4 separate regions of the Mus musculus genome follow, and regions 2, 3 and 4 are each linked to region 1. A link is a contact called in public ChIA-PET, HiChIP or PLAC-seq and promoter capture Hi-C data. All regions are on one chromosome and are shown on one strand. Each heading gives the region's core, a stretch centred on a gene start, on an enhancer-like site or on the middle of the called end of the contact. The rest is flanking DNA. Distances are from core to core; before and after follow the strand shown.

Region 1 (4,121 bases), core at 1,071-3,570:
CCATGAGAGCCCAGCTATTGCACCACACCAGGCCCTGGATATTCCAGCACAGTCGAAGCACAAGAAAAAGACCTTAAAATCAACTATATGAAGATGAGAGAAATCCTTAAAGAGGATATAAATAAATCCTTTACAGAAACTCAAGAACACACAAACTATTAAAGGGAACAACAAAACTGTTCAAGACCTAAACATGGAAATAAAACAATACAGAAAACAGAAATTGAATGAATTCTGGAATTGAGTAGACAATACCACAGAAGAAATGGATACATTGGGCAAAGAAAACATTAAATCTAAAAAATTCCAGGTGCAGAAAAGTCATAACTGTTCCTGTTTTGAAAGAACTGCAGGGACAAAAATGGAGAAGAGCCTGAGGAAAAGGAGGTCAGGTGACAGGCCCAAATTGGATTCCTACTCAAGAGGAGGCTCCAAGGCCTGACACTATTACTGAAGCTATGGAGTGCACACAAAAAAGGGGCCTATCATGACTGCCATCTGAAAGACCCAAAAAGCAGCTGAAAGAGTCAGATGCAGATATTTACACCCAACAGAAGCTGCTGACCCCTGTGGTTAAATTAAGGAAAAGCTGGAAGAAGCCGAAGAGGAAGGGGGACCCTGTAAGAGGACCAGCAGTCTCAACTAACGTGGACCCCCTAAGATCTCTCAGACAATGTGTCACCAATCAGGCAGCATACACCAGCTGATATGAGGCTCCCAACACACATGCAGCCGAGGACTGCCAGGTCTGGACTCAGTCAGAGAAGGTGCACCTAACCCTGAAGAGATTGGAGGCCCCAGGGAGTGGGAAGTTGGGGGGGGGGGGATAAGTCTTGGAGACATTCTCCAGGAGGAGAAAGAAAACAGGGACAGGGTGTGGCAGGGGTGGGGGCTGGGGAAGGTGTGGGATCTGGAACAGTCAGAAGGTAGACCTGGAGGGGGATGAAATCCTGACTGTAAATAAAGATTAAATAAAGTTTAAAAAAAGATAGTATACAATTTTGAAGATTGTTATATAAATTAAGTGGAGCAATGAGACATGAATTCTTTAGTGCCTAATAAGTGTTTGGCAAATGAAGGCCATGATCATCATATTCTTTTGAAACTAAAATATATTTTCATCTTTGGAAAACTAAAATAATTTTTAAAAGGAAAGAAAGGAAGGAAGGAAGGAAGAGAAAGAAAGAGAGAGAAAAAGAGAGAAAAAAGAAAAGAAAAAAGGAAAGAAAAGAGGAGAAAAGAAAAGAAAGAAGAAAAAGAAAATCTGACCTACTAGTCATCAACTGAGTATCTGATGCAGAGGCACAGATAATATACTTCCCAATCTGAAATTATTCCTGTTTTACAGAAAAACAGACTTCTGTCTAAATGAGCCCCACTATCTGATCTGCCTCCAGGGGAAGGATTCTAGACAGGCCCAGGTGCAGTGGCAGAAGTGTCCATATGCCCAACTAAGGACCACTTAACCCTGTTGTCACCCCTTGAAGGAAGGAAAGGATTAAAGTCCTTTTCTGGGTGGAATAGTGAGTCAGGACAGGGAAGGGAGATGAGCTGGGTGGGTTCAGCATACACCAAGTGGTTGTAAATCTTGGTGTGGTGGCACAGGCCGTTAATTTTTATATTTGGCCACAAAATTCTAGTTCAAGGCTAGCCTGGGCTACAGAGTGAACTCTTTCAGCAAAAGTCCCAGACTTTGGGGGGAGGGGTGCGAATGTGTGGAGCGGCTGTTGGTTGCCTGTGCTATAATCTGATTAAGCAGTAGTTCAGAAGCAAAAGGACCAGAGAACTCCTGAAGAGAGAGGCAGGTTTGGTAAAGAGGGGAGGGGTGGGGAGAGGACTCCAAAGAACTTGGGACCTAGAGTATTTTCAAAAGAGTCTCTGGGCTGAGGAGGTCCTGTTCTCCACACTGTGTCCCTGGGATTCCTCTTAGGTTCAGGTCCCAGGAAGTCACTGACTAGCTCAAGACAGAGACAGCTGTGCTCCCCCACCACAACCCCCACCCAGGATTTGGAAATTCACAGGGTAGCCTTTAACCTGTGTTCCCTGCTCCTTCCCACTCCCATCACCCTTCTGCCCCCTAGAATCTCAGGAACTCACCTTCTATCCTTGGACACAGACAGACAGACAGCAGGCACAGCAGGGACAAGCAGCAGGAAAGGACCTTGTTACTGGCAGTCAGCTCCATAGCTGCTTCTCTAGACTCTGGCGGCCAAAGGCACGATTTTAACTGTCTGAAAGGGAGGGACGATCTTGATCACTTCCTGATAATGGTCCTGACCACAGAAAGTTTTTGAACCTTGGCTGGGGGATCAAGGCAATTCCTCCTCCCGATCTTGTCAAAAGCAACTTCTAGTGCCCCTTTCTCCAGATCCTTTCAGAGCAGCTCCGCAGCCCCTGCAGTCTGTCTCCAGTGCTTTGCGGGGTGGGGCAGGAAGGAACGCAGCTGCGCGGGGAACTAAGAAGGACTCGAAGTGCAGGAAGTGGAAAAAGAGCGGGAAGAAGTGCCAGGAACTGATTGGCTGGCAGGCTGACAGGTGGGTGGGGTGAGTGACGAGTGGGAGGGTGGGGTGGCAGGGCAAGGGAGTGCACTGCGCAGGCTGGGTAGGGTGATCTACAGAGCAAGCAGGAGCTCCAGGCTTCTAAATTCATTGTCTGCAGATTCCTCAGGGGCAAGGTCATCAGAAGCTGAGTAATCCCCAGCTGCAACCCTGGACAGAAACCAAAGAATGTGGGCACAGGAAGCTGTAAGCAGACTGATAGTAACCCTGGCTGTGGCTTAGATACGCATGCTTTTGTGGAGCCCCCAACACACATACACCCCAACACCTCTGATGCCTCCAGCTTCCTGCTGCCTACTAGGGATCCTTCCAGCACCTCTCTGGCTGTAGCTACCCATCTCCCCACCCCCACTTCCTCTCTCTTCCCATCTGCACGTCTTAAAAATGTTTTTAAAAGCCTAAGAACTTATGCCCCACACTGGAAATCACAGTTGTTTCTGTCTAGTCTGCAAGCTATGCTTTGCCACCCCAATGTTCTTGCGTTTTGAGCCCAGAGGTCAGCTTTGAGTGTCCACAGGTCTTTAGTTGCACCTACTTTGTTCAGTCAAGATCTCTAAAGTTAGGAGCTCCGGGATTCTAATAGACTGGCCAGCTTTCAAAATCTGTGGATGTTCCTGTGTCCAGGATTATAGGCACAAATCAACATTTCTGGAGTTCTTCCTGGGTCTATGGAAGATGAAATGTAAGTCCTCTCGAGTTTAAGGCTGGAGTTTCAAAATGAAAGTGAAAGAACTCAGTGGGGAAACCCCGGTGGGGAAACCCCCACTCAGCTCCCGATTCGGCGTGCACCCAAGAATCACGAATAGAACACAACACCTTGATGTAACAACAAGAGGTTTTTTAATGGCGGAGCTCCGGGTCGAAACGTATCTCACATAACAGGAGACAGTGGATTCGACCACGAGGCTTGGAAGCTAGGGGTTTTTATAGAAAAGGAGTGGGGCTGGGGGAGGAATTGGCGCGGTTTCACATGATTGGTCCATTTAAACATCAGCAGCCTGTAACATTTAACTTAGGTCAGAGGGGTGGGAGCTAGGGAGGCGATGGGCTTGCCCGGGCATGTCCTGGTCTGTTCTGCTATGTTCTCAGCCCCAGGTTTCAAAGCTCAGAAACAACTCTTTGGGCTATTTAACATACATTACATGAATTACAGTTTTATTTCCTTTCATTCCCCTCTTCTTCTGTTTAGACTAATTCTAATCATAGAATTTTAGAGATTGGTGTCCCCTAACTCTTCATCTACCTGAACTATAGGTTGATATTGCCTTTGAAGAACCATGAGTTTTACTGTATCAATTTTACTCTGGATGAAAGCCATTCCTCTATTTATTATACAAGGGCCGAAAACTAAAGCTAAGCATATCATAAGGATTGGTCCGGCTACAGCGGAAATTAAAGAAGTTATCCAAGATGGTCGTGATTCAAACCCCGACTCAAACCACCCCCGTTGAGCATCCCATTCCCGTTTCCTTCGCTCTAATCTTTCTCTCAGTTTCTGCATAGAGTCTCTAACTATTCCTGTATGATCTGCATAGAAGCAGCACTCTTCTTTAAGGGCAGCAC
Region 2 (4,121 bases), core at 566-3,065, 210 kb after region 1:
TTTGCCCTTCGGAGGCACCAGGCACCCGTGGCACACACATTCAAACACAAAACTAGCCAACAGGAAACAGGTATATGGTAGGATGCTGTGCACACAGGGCGATATGAGGTTCAGCTATTTCAAAGATGGCAAATGTTGGCTTTGCCTCTTGAAAACTACCTAGATCATATGCCAAGATTCCCCAGCTTTTCAATGCATCCTTCAATGCATTTATTTCCAAAAACAAATGTTTTCACATCAATGCTTGTGAACAATATACATTCTAGATAGTTTTCTAACATCTAAAAAAGAATGACCTAATATAAAAAGTGTCCCAAAGGTAATTCTGATTTTTAAAAGTTGGAAGTATTACACAATAACTGCATCTCATCATTGCAAAGTTGGTAATGCTGGTGCTCTCCCAGACTTAGCTCCAGGTTGGAGGCCTGAGTTTAGGCCCTGGCCTGGCCTGGCCTCCGCTCCTCTGCTTCTTTCCCAAGGGTCTTTTCACTGCACCCTGGCTTGTGCGGTGACTTAGCCCTCTCAAGAAGCAGCTCCAGCTCTCTGTGCTTAAAATATTTTTAATGGTTCAAATTAGCAGACATAGTCCATTGAATTACACGTCTTAAAATTGTACCTACCTACCAAAGCACAAGGTAGGGACCTTGATTTGTAGGACGATCCCAACAGCATAGTGGGGCTGAAGCCACATTAGGGATTTTTACTATGACGACAGAGCTAAAGCAGTGGCAGCGACTACATTAAAATATTCCCTTGTCATCTAAATTTGACCATCTGAGGTTTTCATAGTTGAACTTTTGGATACAGTACCTCAGAAAAAAGCAGAACTGGGCTTCATGGAGCAGGCTTGTTATCTCAGCTACCTTTAAGACTGAGGCTGAAGGATCACAAGTTCAAAGCCAGTCCGGATAACAGTGAGGCCCAGTCTCAATGAAAACTATAAAATGTTCTGAGGATATAGCTCAGTGGTAGAGCACTGGCATAGCATGGTTCAATTCCTGGTTACACTGGGATGTCAACGTTTTTACTTTTTTGGTCTAACACAAAATAGAGTATCTGAAAAAAAAAATAATTGCATGTATTACCTACCAGCAAAACTGGGGACTGTGTTCATATTTACAGGTGATAGACAGCCCAGTGTTGGTTGGCACCATTTAGATTCTCAGCACTAGGAAAGGTGGAGTGGGGTAGGAGAATGGGAGTTTTGGCACACACGCTGCGGCCTAGAGATCCTCTACGTGGACCTAATCCCCCGCAAAAGAGAACAATGCATTAAAAGACCAAAGTCAGTGATGCATCCCGAACAGCAGATTCAATTTCAAGAGAAACAGAACTTCTGACAGCGGCCCCGTTACTCGTTATGGCTACAATGACCTCTCCTGCAGATCCGCTGGACCGAACTCTGCAAATCCACAGGTCCAGTTTCAAGAACACTCCATCTGGCTAGTTCCAAAACCACATTCGCTCCCAGCTCTGGAAGACTCGAGTTTTATTCAAGCTCTAGACATCTTGCCTCGTGACGTCCGCGGTCTCGGAGCGCCGTTCACCGCCCTTTCCTGGTGCGACCCACGCTCGCCGCGACGCGCCCGCGTCTCCGTGCGGAGCCAGAACGTGGTGGTACAGACTCCACTCTCTGGGCCACACTCACCCCGGCTCGGGGAAGCGGGCGAGCGAGTCTCGGTCGGGAGGCCACAAACGGAGCGCTAGCTCCGGGGCCCAGCGGGGCGGCCTGAAGCCCCCAGTCCTCGGCCCCCGCGCAAGCGACGCCGGGAAATGCCCACATCCGGGAAACCCGCGGCGGACGGCGGCGGCGGCGACACGGAGTGGAAGGCAAAATGGCGGCGGCAGCGATGGCCTGGTGCTGAGGGGAGAGCCAGGTCCTCGCGACCCCGCGTCGGGCCGCGCTGGCCGGCCGCAGCCCCCCGGCGTGTGTCCCCGCCCTGCCCCATCCCGAACCCGGAGCGACGCTAGGGGCCCTGGGGGACGGGCTCCGGGCCGCCGCGGCGCCGGCCCTCGGGCCCGCAGCGGCTGTCCAGAAGCCTCACCGTCCCCTGCAGGTAGGTCCGGAGCCGGCGCCGCGGGTGGGGCTCGCGCTCCTCGGGAGTCCCTGTCGGCGGGGCGGTGGCCGGCCGGGCCCACGCCCATCCCCGCTGGCGGGGGTCCAGGGGCCGCGGTGGCCAGGCGGGCTGAGCCGGCCGGGTCTGGGCCTGACTGGGGCTGATTGCGCTGACCGGAGCCGAGCCCTGCCCTGGGGAAGCGGAGGTTGGCCGCACCCGGCGCCGCAGGGAGAGCCCGGGGGCACTGAGGCCTCCGAGGTGCGAGCTGGCCTGGGAAGAGCGGGCGGGGGCTCGGGACGACAGCCACCCCTCCCCGCTTTAGAGGGGAGAGGAGCGAAAGGTGGTTTTTTTCACGCAAGGTTGCACCAAACCGGCCTCACTTCTTTGGCCTCGCAGCGGGCCTCCCGTCGGGGTCCACCTTTGAAGCAGTCCTGGGAACCTCTCCAGCTCGCTGCAATTTGTTAGCTCACCGCTTAGTGGCAGGGGGTGGGAGAGACGTGTCACTTGTTCGGGTGCTTTTTAAGTACTGGAAAACGAAGGAAAGACAGTAAGGGAAGATTGTTTATTGTACCTGGGGAAAAAAGTCGAAGCGAAGGAAAGAATAACTCTCCGATGACTTATCCCAATTCTCCCACTAATGCAGTTGGAAAATCACTTTTCTAAGGGAACGAGGTTAAAATATTTGTCTCCATTTGTAAATATGACTTTTTAAAATATGTGTATTCACTAGAAGTTACAAGTCAGATGAGCAGTAAGTACAGTCTCACACAATATGGTATCACTCAAGGTTTGGAAATTAGCCCAAATGCCTGGCATGAAGGTTGTCAGAAGTTTATGGATTATTTATTGAAGGTTATTATACTTTTCTTAAGACAGGGTCTCACAATGTATTCCTTAGCCTGGGACTCAATATGTAGACCATGCTGACCTGGAACTCAAAAAGATCTGCCCGCCTCTGGGGTTGGGCTGTGAGCCACCATGCCCCGCTAATGTTAAGGTTTTTAGTCCTTTAAAATCAAATTTTCTCCATGAGGTATGACTCTCTTCTAAGATATCTTTAGTTTTTATTACCTTAACTAAAGTTTTCTCTTACCTAGTGAGTAGTCAGGTAGGTAATATGGTTGAGGTGATTCTCCAAGGCAGGCAGGCAGGCAGACAGGCAGGCAGGCGAGGAATCTGTGTTTCTCTTATAGGCTGTTATTGCAATAAACTAGATAGTGGCACAGGCTGGAAAAGGCGCTCTCTTTCTGTGCCTGATTATTGATTATGACTTGAGACTCTTCACAGAAGTCTTTTTTTTCTCCTAAACTGTGTGTATGATATTTGGCTTTATTTTCATCATTTAAGTTTCTGTTTTTCATGCTAGTCTTTGTTCTATATACATATAATCTTGAGAGGTTCCTACTGTGATTATTAATTTCATTTAGATGTGATATTTACATGACTTTTGTATATCACAAAAGTTTAGTGATACATACTATCAAGTAGAAATGACAATTATTCAGTATCAATATAAAAATGTAAGTGATAGTTTCCATTTGTTCTTCTCATACTGAGCACTGTATGTGGGTAGGGCCTTATAGATGGGTGGTAAGGAAGCCCTCTACCCACCCTTTTTTCTTTGAGACAGATCTCACTAAGTTGCCATTTCACTCAGCAGTTTTCACTTTGTTACTTGTTCTTGAGACAGGGTCTTTGTGGCCCAGGCTGGCCTAGGATTTCCTTTGTACCTGAGGGTGACCATTAATTTACTCTCCTGAGATTACAATCACGTACCACCAATCACGTACCATCCAGCCCTTGGCTGTGTGCAGCCCAGCAGTGCTCTGCAAACCAACCTACGCCCCCAGCCCCAGTTTTCACTTTGGCTCCTTCCTCCTTATGTATTTTCTGGGTCTTACCTACATGTATGTTGTGCACCATGTGTGTGCCTAGTGCCACTGAAGTCAGAAGAGGAGTTGGAGCCTCTGTAACTCGGGTTACAGAGAATTATGATCTGCTGATATGGGTGTTGGGATTTAAGGTCCTCCGGAAGATCATCTAGTGCTCTTAACCACTGAGAGC
Region 3 (4,121 bases), core at 449-2,948, 190 kb after region 1:
TTATAGCCCTGGCTGTCCTGGAACTCACTTTGTAGACCAGGCTGGCCTCAAACTCAGAAATCCGCCTGCCTCTGCCTCCTGAGTGCTGGGATTAAAGGAGTGCGCCACCAAACCCGGCTCTCATTCACTTTTTTGTACCTTACATAGATCTCAGCATTTAATGCAAAGGGGATTGGCATTCCTGGGAGGGGTGGGGGTGGGGGTGGGGGTGGGGATGACTATTGATTCTTTGAGAAAATTCCATTGTTTAGCGTTCCAGCCCTCACGGTGATTATGAATAGAGTTGAGAAGTAAGATAAATACCTCAAAGGCTTAAAAAAAAAAAAGAAAAAGAAAAAGAAGAAGAGAAAAGAAAAGTCGCAAGAAAATTAAAAACATCACCCAGCAGACTATGATTATTTTTGAAAATTGGTGGCAAAAGAAGCTGTGAATTCTGATCAGGGTGAGGTTATGAACTTGCAGCTCTTCTTGGTCTCTGAGCCAGACAACAACACTATTTCAATTTAGAAAGGAAAGTGACACAGCATTCATTCTATCCTGAAACTATCATCAAAGGAAGCAATACAGTGACTACAGAAAATGCTATTCTTTAAAAAAACAAAAAAAAAAAAACAAAAACAAAAAAAAAAACAAAAACAAAACAAAAAACTTTTCAAACGCGCTTTTAAAAGCCAATGAACACTCTTGAAAAAAAAAGTTGGAACATTTTATACACACAATGGTCTGCTGGATTCAAAGACTCCAAACAAAGTCTCTTAGGAGCAGCATGCTCTGACAATCCCTCGCTCCCCCGCCGCCCCCCCCCCCCCAAGGGCCTATACTTTGGACAGCAACCTGAGAAACTGCTCCCAGCAACCGCAATAGTCGGAACCTCCTCTCCCCTCCCCTTGCTATCAGACAGCAGCATCTCCCTCCAAAGGAAAAAACAGAGGGCGGGGGAGGCAGAAAACAGAAAGCTTGCAGGGAATCAACCGAGAACAGTGAGAGAACCCGTAGGCCGAAGGTGGTGTCCCCTCGGTGCTAGTCCAGTCACCAGAAACAAGCCTGCACTTCCCCACCCTGAAGTCACGCCCCTCGCTAGTGGGACCGCAGACTCCAGCAACAGCCCCGCCACCTGTGCCGCACCCAGTCCCCCGCAGCCTGCGAGGAGGCAACTGCCCGTGTCCCACCCGCAGCAGCTCCCTCTTGGCTACTACCCTCTTCCCATCCACATCGCCGAGTGACAGGTCCCGGGAGAGGAGACTGCAAAAACGCACGGCGTTCCGAACTCCCGGTGCAACCGCGCTGCGACGCCCTCCAGCAGGCGCAGGGGTGCAGACCGAACGTTCCGGATTGTCAGGGGGGGACAGCGTCCAGGCCCGGCCCTGCTCCCTGGCCCACGCCGGGCGGGGGTGGCACTTACTGCGGAGGTTGTGGATTAGCTCCGAGTGGCTGGCGCCGCCGGATTTCCAGGCCATCGCGAAGCACACCCGGAGCAGGTACAGAACCACCTTCAGCGCGGCGACGGTCCCTAGCAGTTTCCCCAAGAGTGAGACCACCTCCCACACGGTCACCGCCCCGCTGGTGTCCCCGCTCGAGCGGCCGCTGTTACTGCCGTCGCTGCCACTGCCGCCAATGCGCGCTCCCGGCATCCCCCGCGGCACGCATGCGCTCTGTGACGCCGCGCAGTCCGGGGTGCGGCCAGGCGGGGCCCGCGGCGGGGGAGTCCTGGAGCCCAGTAGCGAGCGGGGGCGATAACCAGTGCTCGGTGGCCGCAGCGAGGTCGCACAAACGAACGCTGCTCAGTTCCCCTTCCTGAGGCCTGCACCTGCCTCCGTCCTGCGGCCGGCGAGCTGGTGTTCTGCGTGATGAGGCTCCTTCCTAGCCGCGGCTCTGGCTGATGCGGGATGGCGGGTCCGACGTGTGCCGCCTTCTTGGGCTCCGCAATCGCCACTCCGTCAGCTGTTGCGAGCGGCCGGTCTGCTCCTATGGCTGTCTAGATTGCTAGATGGTGTGCTGACTCCGTCTTGCCTCGTCCAACCCGGTGCACTAACCTAAGGCTTCTGGATGGGGCCAAAATAATCATTTTAACAGAGCCCAAGGGCAAAGGGCCTCTCAGGTACGAAGTCCACTAGCCTATGTCTCAGCACGGTCCTGATGAAGCAGAGGCTCTGGTTTGTTTTCAGCTCTGAAGGCATAAATTCAAGGTGGAAGAATACCGTGACATGGAATTGGGGGTAGGGATGCTTCCCTGGTTAAGAGCAAAAGTAGCCGAGAGCTATAATTGGTTACAAAATAAGCTCAGTACCCTGTGGTGGAAGTGTTATTCTTCCTACCCAAGTATGAGTTTCAGCTTAAGCTCACAAATTCCATCCTTAGACTGGACACCAATTTTACTGCTTTCATCTCTGCAACATTCTAAGAATTGACAGGAAACACTGTCTGCCGCATCCAACGTGTGCTAACTTGAACTGAGACACAGCCATGACTCCAGTAAACTTTCAGGAAGGAAACGAAGATAAGACACCTATGCTGTGCTGTGATGTCAGGAGCAATTTCCAAATTACAGTTCTTACCAAACTTCATCAGTTGCAACACTCAACCTGCATCCAACCTGAAATGTCTATCACCTATTTTCATGACTCCTGTAACTAACTATAAATGTCAGTGTTGTTCAACATTAAGAGTAAAGCGATGAGTTTTAGACCGTCCGTTTTTTTCCTACCCAGTACCACCTGCTCTTCTAGTCTGAGTGTAAAAGTTCATTAGAATCTCCTTGTGCTTAGGTACTTTCATCTGACTGCTTTTCTGTATGGGTCATGATGTTTACATCTGATGAGTTTAATCCAAATACCTTTTCCTGCTCCTCAGTCCATAAATATCACTCAACCTCAGCTTAGGTGAAGTGGTCCAGAGATGACCTTGTTTTCTCCATTTTCAAATGATTGGTCACCTCATAAATTCTATCTTGCAAAACCTATCATTTCGGTGACTGGCATTTTGTATGGGGAAAAGAAATAGCCAGGTTGGGTAACAGTCTTGCTGCTGGAAAACGAAACAAAACAAAAATCCTCAAGCTCAAAAAAAAAAGGGGGGGGCAGGCATGGTGGCACACGTAGGAGGCAGAGGCAGGCAGATTTCTGAGTTCGAGGCCAGCCTGGTCTACAGAGTGAGTTCCAGGACAGCCAGGACTACACAGAGAAACACTGTCTCGAAACACACACACACACACACAAAAAAAACAAACCCTCAAGCTCTTTATAATCTAATAACTCTCACATCATGACTCCTTTTAAAGAAACAGCCAACACAGTTTGGAACTCCTATAATATAAAGGAGAATAGCAATACTGATAAGTCTTTCCTCTTGTATTGTAGAACTTACATCCTAGTCATGGAAATCTGATTAGAACACCACTGGGCTGGGGTGTGGCAGAGGTCTTGCCTAACTAGTGGAAGATCTTAGGTTCCCTCTTGCACACCATTAACAACAAACAGCAGAAAAAAAAAGAAAAAATAAATAACTGTGAGTGCCATTAATGACCTAGATAGTAGTGCTACTGGGTTTAGCTAGAACAACGCAGACTGCAGCCATCAGGAAAAGGTACACATGGGTACTGAGCCTTGAAGGGTGGACAAGATTATGCAAAATAGGAGTGGAGGAATATCATAGGAGTTACCAAGAGCACAGACATACCGTAGGAATGGGAAGTTGCCGAGTGACACAGTTCTCAGCAAACTCATTGTTAATTATGTGTCTAAATGAACTCACCAGGTTGACAAAGCAAGAAAAAAAGCCGAACGGCCTGGAGAGATGGGTCAGCAGTAGAGAGCATTGATTGCTCTTCCAGAGGATACTGGGTTCAATTCCCAGCACCCACGTGGTGGCTGACAATCCTTTGTAACCCTAGTTCCAGGGGGAATCCTAGACCCTCTTTTTACCTTCTTGAGCACCAGGCTAGCGTGTGGTGCACACATGTATGTGCAGGCAAACATTCATACACATAAATCTTTGTGAAGATAAAACTAGAGTTCCAAATTCTAATTCCAGACTCCTCCTACTGTTGTGAGTCAACTTTGAATCAGAAGAGGAAGATATTAATTTGGTACCTTAATGAAAATACTTCCAGGGTAATTTAAGGG
Region 4 (4,121 bases), core at 793-3,292, 140 kb after region 1:
GAAAATAAAATTTTGAAGCAAATCAATTTTTCATTCTAGATTTTCTGTACCACAATTTTATAGTATAACTAAAACCCTAAATATTAAAAAGATATTGCCTCTGAATCTTATGGAGCAACAGTTCTCCCCAGAACTTAAAAGCTCCGTGTGTGAGAGCAAGGATTTAAAGTAAACTTCCCTTGAGAGGCATTAGTTAATAAAATACTTTCCACTTAGGAAACAATATACACTGAAAGATTCAAACTCTTAGCTTCTTGTATTGAAGCAGAGACACTAAGAATTTTTATTACATGAGGTTAGGCTATATAAGCCATACCTAGAGGCAAAATTTTCCAGTGATTACAAGCTCACTAAAAGCAAGCTCTTTACAATTTTCCAGATGCAAAGGAAAAAACAAACCTTTAAATCTATAATAACTTTACATGAAGTAGGCAAGCCAGATTGTAATGTCTTTATAAGTTCTACAGCCTGATTGACCTTTTATAAACTTTGAATTAGAACTTTATTTAGAACAACATCTGGGTAGATCTGCAAAGGCTATCTTTTAGCTAAAAGGAATTTTCCCTGAAGGCAAGGAGAGGCAAGTTTCGAGAGCTTCCTTAGGCAAGACAAAATCACACAAACTGCACAGAGGCTGCTCTGAGCTTAGTTCTTCTTGCTGTGAGGACAGATTTCAGAATTTTTAAGTTTCTTTTGCAATATTAGACTATAACTACAACCTTGGGAAAGCAAAACCCAATTTCAAAACAATTTATCACCTTAGAATCAACATTAAAACTTCACTACCATGTTGTGAAATTTGGCTGCCAATTTATACGTATGACTGCATGACAGTGCAAGTTTCAATGCTTCATTAAAGAGGCATTGCTTTAAATCTTATCTTTAATTCTACTTTCTAGGATAAGAATCACATTAAATATTATCTCAACTAGAAGTATCCTTAGGAGGCCTAGTTTTTTGGCCTGCCTTATGCCATGTGTTTGAAAGACTCCAAACTTGAGTTAGCAACTTAAAGCTAACTTTCTAGTAACCAGTGTTACACCTTTTTGATCATATCCAATAACTTATAAGCAAATACTCTTGTGATGAAGACACTCAGAGCATATTACACCTCTAAGACCAGTAAAAAAACCAAATGAAGCGGCTACACGAGTCTAATCAAAGAATTTCAATTTTTTTAGCTATAATTAAGAGATAAGAAAAGCACCTTGTCATTAGCTAAACGCAATAATCATGATTGCAGAGAACCCTCCAGGAAGAAACCATCTATCAGTTTTTTTGCCCCAAAACTAAGAGGCTGCAGGCTCCCTTTCTTTGAGAACAGCTTTTCCAGCAGTGGCTCCCCTGCGGTGCCTGATCCTGGCTAAAGCATGTGGCCACTCATTTGCTGAACCAGCAGATAAAGTTTTAGCCATCTTTATTTTCCAACATGAAACAGAACATTCAGTCATTCAAACAATGAGACAAAACACACATGGATTGACACGAGGTGCACCAGACATTAGACCAGACATTAGACAACACAAAGAGGGCAGAGAACTTCTGTTGTAGGGGCTAGAGAGAAAAAGGCAGGGCATCCCCTGAAATTTCTTTCTTCCTCTGGGAGAGTTTCAAAATCCATTATCCTTTATATTATTTTAGTATTACAAACCCTGTTTCTGATGCCTGATGCAGCTCCCGTCTTCGGACATCTGCCTGATTATTTAATTTAAACCCTTTTTCCTCTCGCCTAAAGCAGTTTTAAAAAAAAACTGTGGACAACCGCCTGATCAGTTCCTAGTTCCGATAATTCGCTGCTGACCTTCGTGAATCCAGCGTTGGGTTAGCACTGATTCAACCTTAGCCCGTATCTTTCCGCACCTCCAGCAACACTTTACCTGTTGCTTCACCATGCCCAGTACGATCCTTTTCTTTTTCTTCCCCTGGAGCTCCATACCAAGCAGTGTTCCTCCAGCATTTTTCTGCCGTTCCTCAGGTCCCATGTTCAGATGCCAAACTGTCTGAAGCAGGCCTGCTGCTCAGAAGAAACGGGTATACCTGGGAGGCAAGCGGGGGCTGAAAAGAGAGGGGAAACGAGGCAGCTGAGAGAAAAATGGAGCCAAGACAAGGTTCCTGGGGCTGGTGAGATGGCTCAGTGGGTAAGAGCACCCGACTGCTCTTCCGAAGGTCCAGAGTTCAAATCCCAGCAACCACATGGTGGCTCACAACCATCCGTAACGAGACCTAGCGCCCTCTTCTGGAGTGACTGAAGACAGCTACAGTGTACTTAGATATAATAAATAAATAAATCTTAAAAAAAAAAAAAAGACAAGGTTCCTGATCAAGGCTCAAATGATTAATGGCAAATGCCCTTATAAAGGGGGGGGGGGGCATTCCCGCCAATTCATCCTTGGAGCCTGGAAGCAGCTGCAGGTGACAACGTGCAGGATAGGGTGTAGTCTCCAGAATAGCTCAGCGGCCTCCCAGCAGGTAGCAGTAAAGATACAAAGTAAAGATACAAAGGAAAAAACAAACCTTTAAAACCTTTACATGATGTAGGCAAGCCAGATTGTAATGTCTTTATAAGTTCTACAGCCTGATTGACCTTTTATAAACTTTGAATTAGAACTTTATTTAGAACAACATCTGGATAGATCTGCAACAGTGTTCTTTTAGTTAAAAGAAAATTCCCCTGAAGGCAGGCAAGAACTTCTCTAGGCACTGTTTGCAAAACAAAAGAAAGTCACACAAGCCCAGCAGAGGCTGCTCTGAGCTTTGTTCCTCTTGCCTTGAGGACAGATTTCAGAATTTTTAAGTTTCTTTTGCAATATTAGACTATAACTACAACTTTGGGAAAGCAAAACCCAATTTTAAAACAATTTATCATCTTAGAATCAATATTAGAAACATCACTATCACGTTACGAAATTTGGCTGCTAATTTATACCTATGAATGCATGATAGTGCAAATTTTAATGTTTCATTAAAGAGACATTGTTTTAAATCTTATCTTTAAGTCTACCTTTTAGGATAAGAATCACATTAAATATTATCTCAACTAGAAGTATCCTTAGAGGCCTAGATTTTTTGGCCTGCCTTATGCCACGTGTTTGAAAGACTCCAAACCTGAGTTACCAATTTAAAGCTGTCCTGCTACCAATGTTACACCTTTTAAATCATACCCAATAACTTATAAGCTAATATTCTATGATGAAGACACGCAAACATATTATACCTTTAAGACCAGTAAAAACCAAATTAAGTGGCTACAGGAATCTTATAAATTTAGACCAATCAAAGAATTTTACTTTTTATAGCTATAAGATAAAAAAGCACTTTGTCATTTGCTAAACACAATAATCATGATTGCAGAGAATTTTCTAGGAAAAAAACAACTATCAGCTTTTTTGCCTTAAAACTACGAAGCTATAGACTCCTTTTCTTTAAAAGCAGTTTTTTCAGCAGTGGCTCTCCTGCTGTGCCTGATTCTTGGCTAAAGTGTGGGCCACTCTCGGGCTTTGTTGAACCAGCAGATAAAGTCTTAGCCATTTTTATTTTCCAACATGAAACACAGAACATTCAGTCATTCAGACAACGAGACAACACACATGAATTGACACTGAACGGATTGATGCACCAGACATTAGACAACACAAAGAGAGCAGAGAACTTCTGCTGTAGGGGCCAGAGAGAATAAAGCAGGGTGTCCCCCTATTTTCTCTCTGTCTCTGAAAGAGTTTCAAAATCCATTTTCCTCTATTTTATTTTATTTTATTTTTTTATTTTAAACCCTATTCCTCTCGCCTGAAACAGCTCTTAAAAGCTGTGGACAGCCGGGCGGTGGTGGCGCACGCCTTTAATCCCAGTTCTCAGGATGCAGAGGCAGGCGGATTTCTGAGTTCAAGGCCAGCCTGGTCTACAAAGTGAGTTCCAGGACAGCCAGGGCTATACAGAGAAACCCTGTCTCAAAAAAACAAAAACAAAAACAAAAACAAAGCTGCAGACAACTGCCTGATTTGAAGTTTCTAGTCCCACACATGTTTCGCTGTCAAACCCTAAGTGGAAGCAGCACCAGGTCAGCACTGCTTCAAACTTAGCCGGTATCCTATCGCACCTCCAGCAACACTTTAAAAAATGAAGTT

The links. ChIA-PET counts read pairs in DNA pulled down with a chosen protein or histone mark. HiChIP or PLAC-seq counts read pairs in DNA pulled down with a chosen protein or histone mark. Capture Hi-C pulls out chosen DNA fragments and counts their contacts.
Region 2: a promoter capture Hi-C map of liver shows a contact between it and region 1. The contact joins the promoter of Lats1 here to the promoter of Ulbp1 in region 1. A contact is called at or near these places in 5 of 39 promoter capture datasets (the 3T3-L1 cell line, the C10 cell line, embryonic stem cells and 2 more), 1 of 15 datasets of contacts at CTCF or cohesin (pro-B cells), 12 of 115 datasets of contacts at active chromatin or transcription factors (the 230-238 cell line, CD8 T cells, bone marrow-derived dendritic cells and 8 more) and 3 of 9 other capture datasets (adipose tissue, liver and pancreatic islet).
Region 3: a contact with region 1 is called in an RNA polymerase II ChIA-PET map of effector CD8 T cells, with 127 read pairs. The contact joins the promoter of A630066F11Rik here to the promoter of Ulbp1 in region 1. A contact is called at or near these places in 8 of 39 promoter capture datasets (the 3T3-L1 cell line, the C10 cell line, embryonic stem cells and 4 more), 1 of 15 datasets of contacts at CTCF or cohesin (pro-B cells), 1 of 484 Hi-C or Micro-C datasets (LSK cells), 15 of 115 datasets of contacts at active chromatin or transcription factors (the 230-238 cell line, the SCID.adh cell line, bone marrow-derived dendritic cells and 8 more) and 3 of 9 other capture datasets (adipose tissue, liver and pancreatic islet).
Region 4: an H3K4me3 HiChIP or PLAC-seq map of embryonic stem cells shows a contact between it and region 1, with 6 times the contacts expected there. The contact joins the enhancer-like site here to the promoter of Ulbp1 in region 1. A contact is called at or near these places in 3 of 39 promoter capture datasets (embryonic stem cells, hippocampal neurons and neutrophils), 6 of 15 datasets of contacts at CTCF or cohesin (CD8 T cells, the NIH/3T3 cell line, large pre-B cells and 2 more), 4 of 484 Hi-C or Micro-C datasets (CD8 T cells, LSK cells, bone marrow-derived macrophages and 1 more), 26 of 115 datasets of contacts at active chromatin or transcription factors (the 230-238 cell line, CD8 T cells, the NIH/3T3 cell line and 17 more) and 4 of 9 other capture datasets (adipose tissue, embryonic tail, liver and 1 more).

Annotation. Positions count from the first base shown.
Region 1 is chr10:7,471,157-7,475,277 of GRCm38.p6, forward strand. It overlaps Ulbp1 (UL16 binding protein 1), which reads right to left and starts at 2,321. Exons shown (of 6, transcript NM_029975.2): 1 at 2,098-2,321. The coding sequence starts at 2,185.
Region 2 is chr10:7,679,394-7,683,514 of GRCm38.p6, forward strand. Lats1 (large tumor suppressor) reads left to right here and starts at 1,816. Exons shown (of 8, transcript NM_010690.1): 1 at 1,816-2,057. It also overlaps a transcript of Pcmt1 not described here.
Region 3 is chr10:7,661,673-7,665,793 of GRCm38.p6, forward strand. It overlaps A630066F11Rik (RIKEN cDNA A630066F11 gene), which reads left to right and starts at 1,699. Exons shown (of 1, transcript NR_030698.1): 1 at 1,699-2,951. Pcmt1 (protein-L-isoaspartate (D-aspartate) O-methyltransferase 1) reads right to left here and starts at 1,936. Exons shown (of 8, transcript NM_001347228.2): 1 at 1,403-1,936. The coding sequence starts at 1,631.
Region 4 is chr10:7,615,324-7,619,444 of GRCm38.p6, forward strand. All of the region lies in intron 6 of Lrp11 (low density lipoprotein receptor-related protein 11), which reads left to right. Among named protein-coding and RNA genes, the nearest start is that of Gm16254, 8.7 kb to the left of the region's middle. Within about 2 kb of position 2,043, at least 7 of the 459 cell types and tissues checked have an H3K27ac peak or open chromatin away from gene starts, as enhancers often do. A contact at or near this core is called in embryonic stem cells, where this site is marked.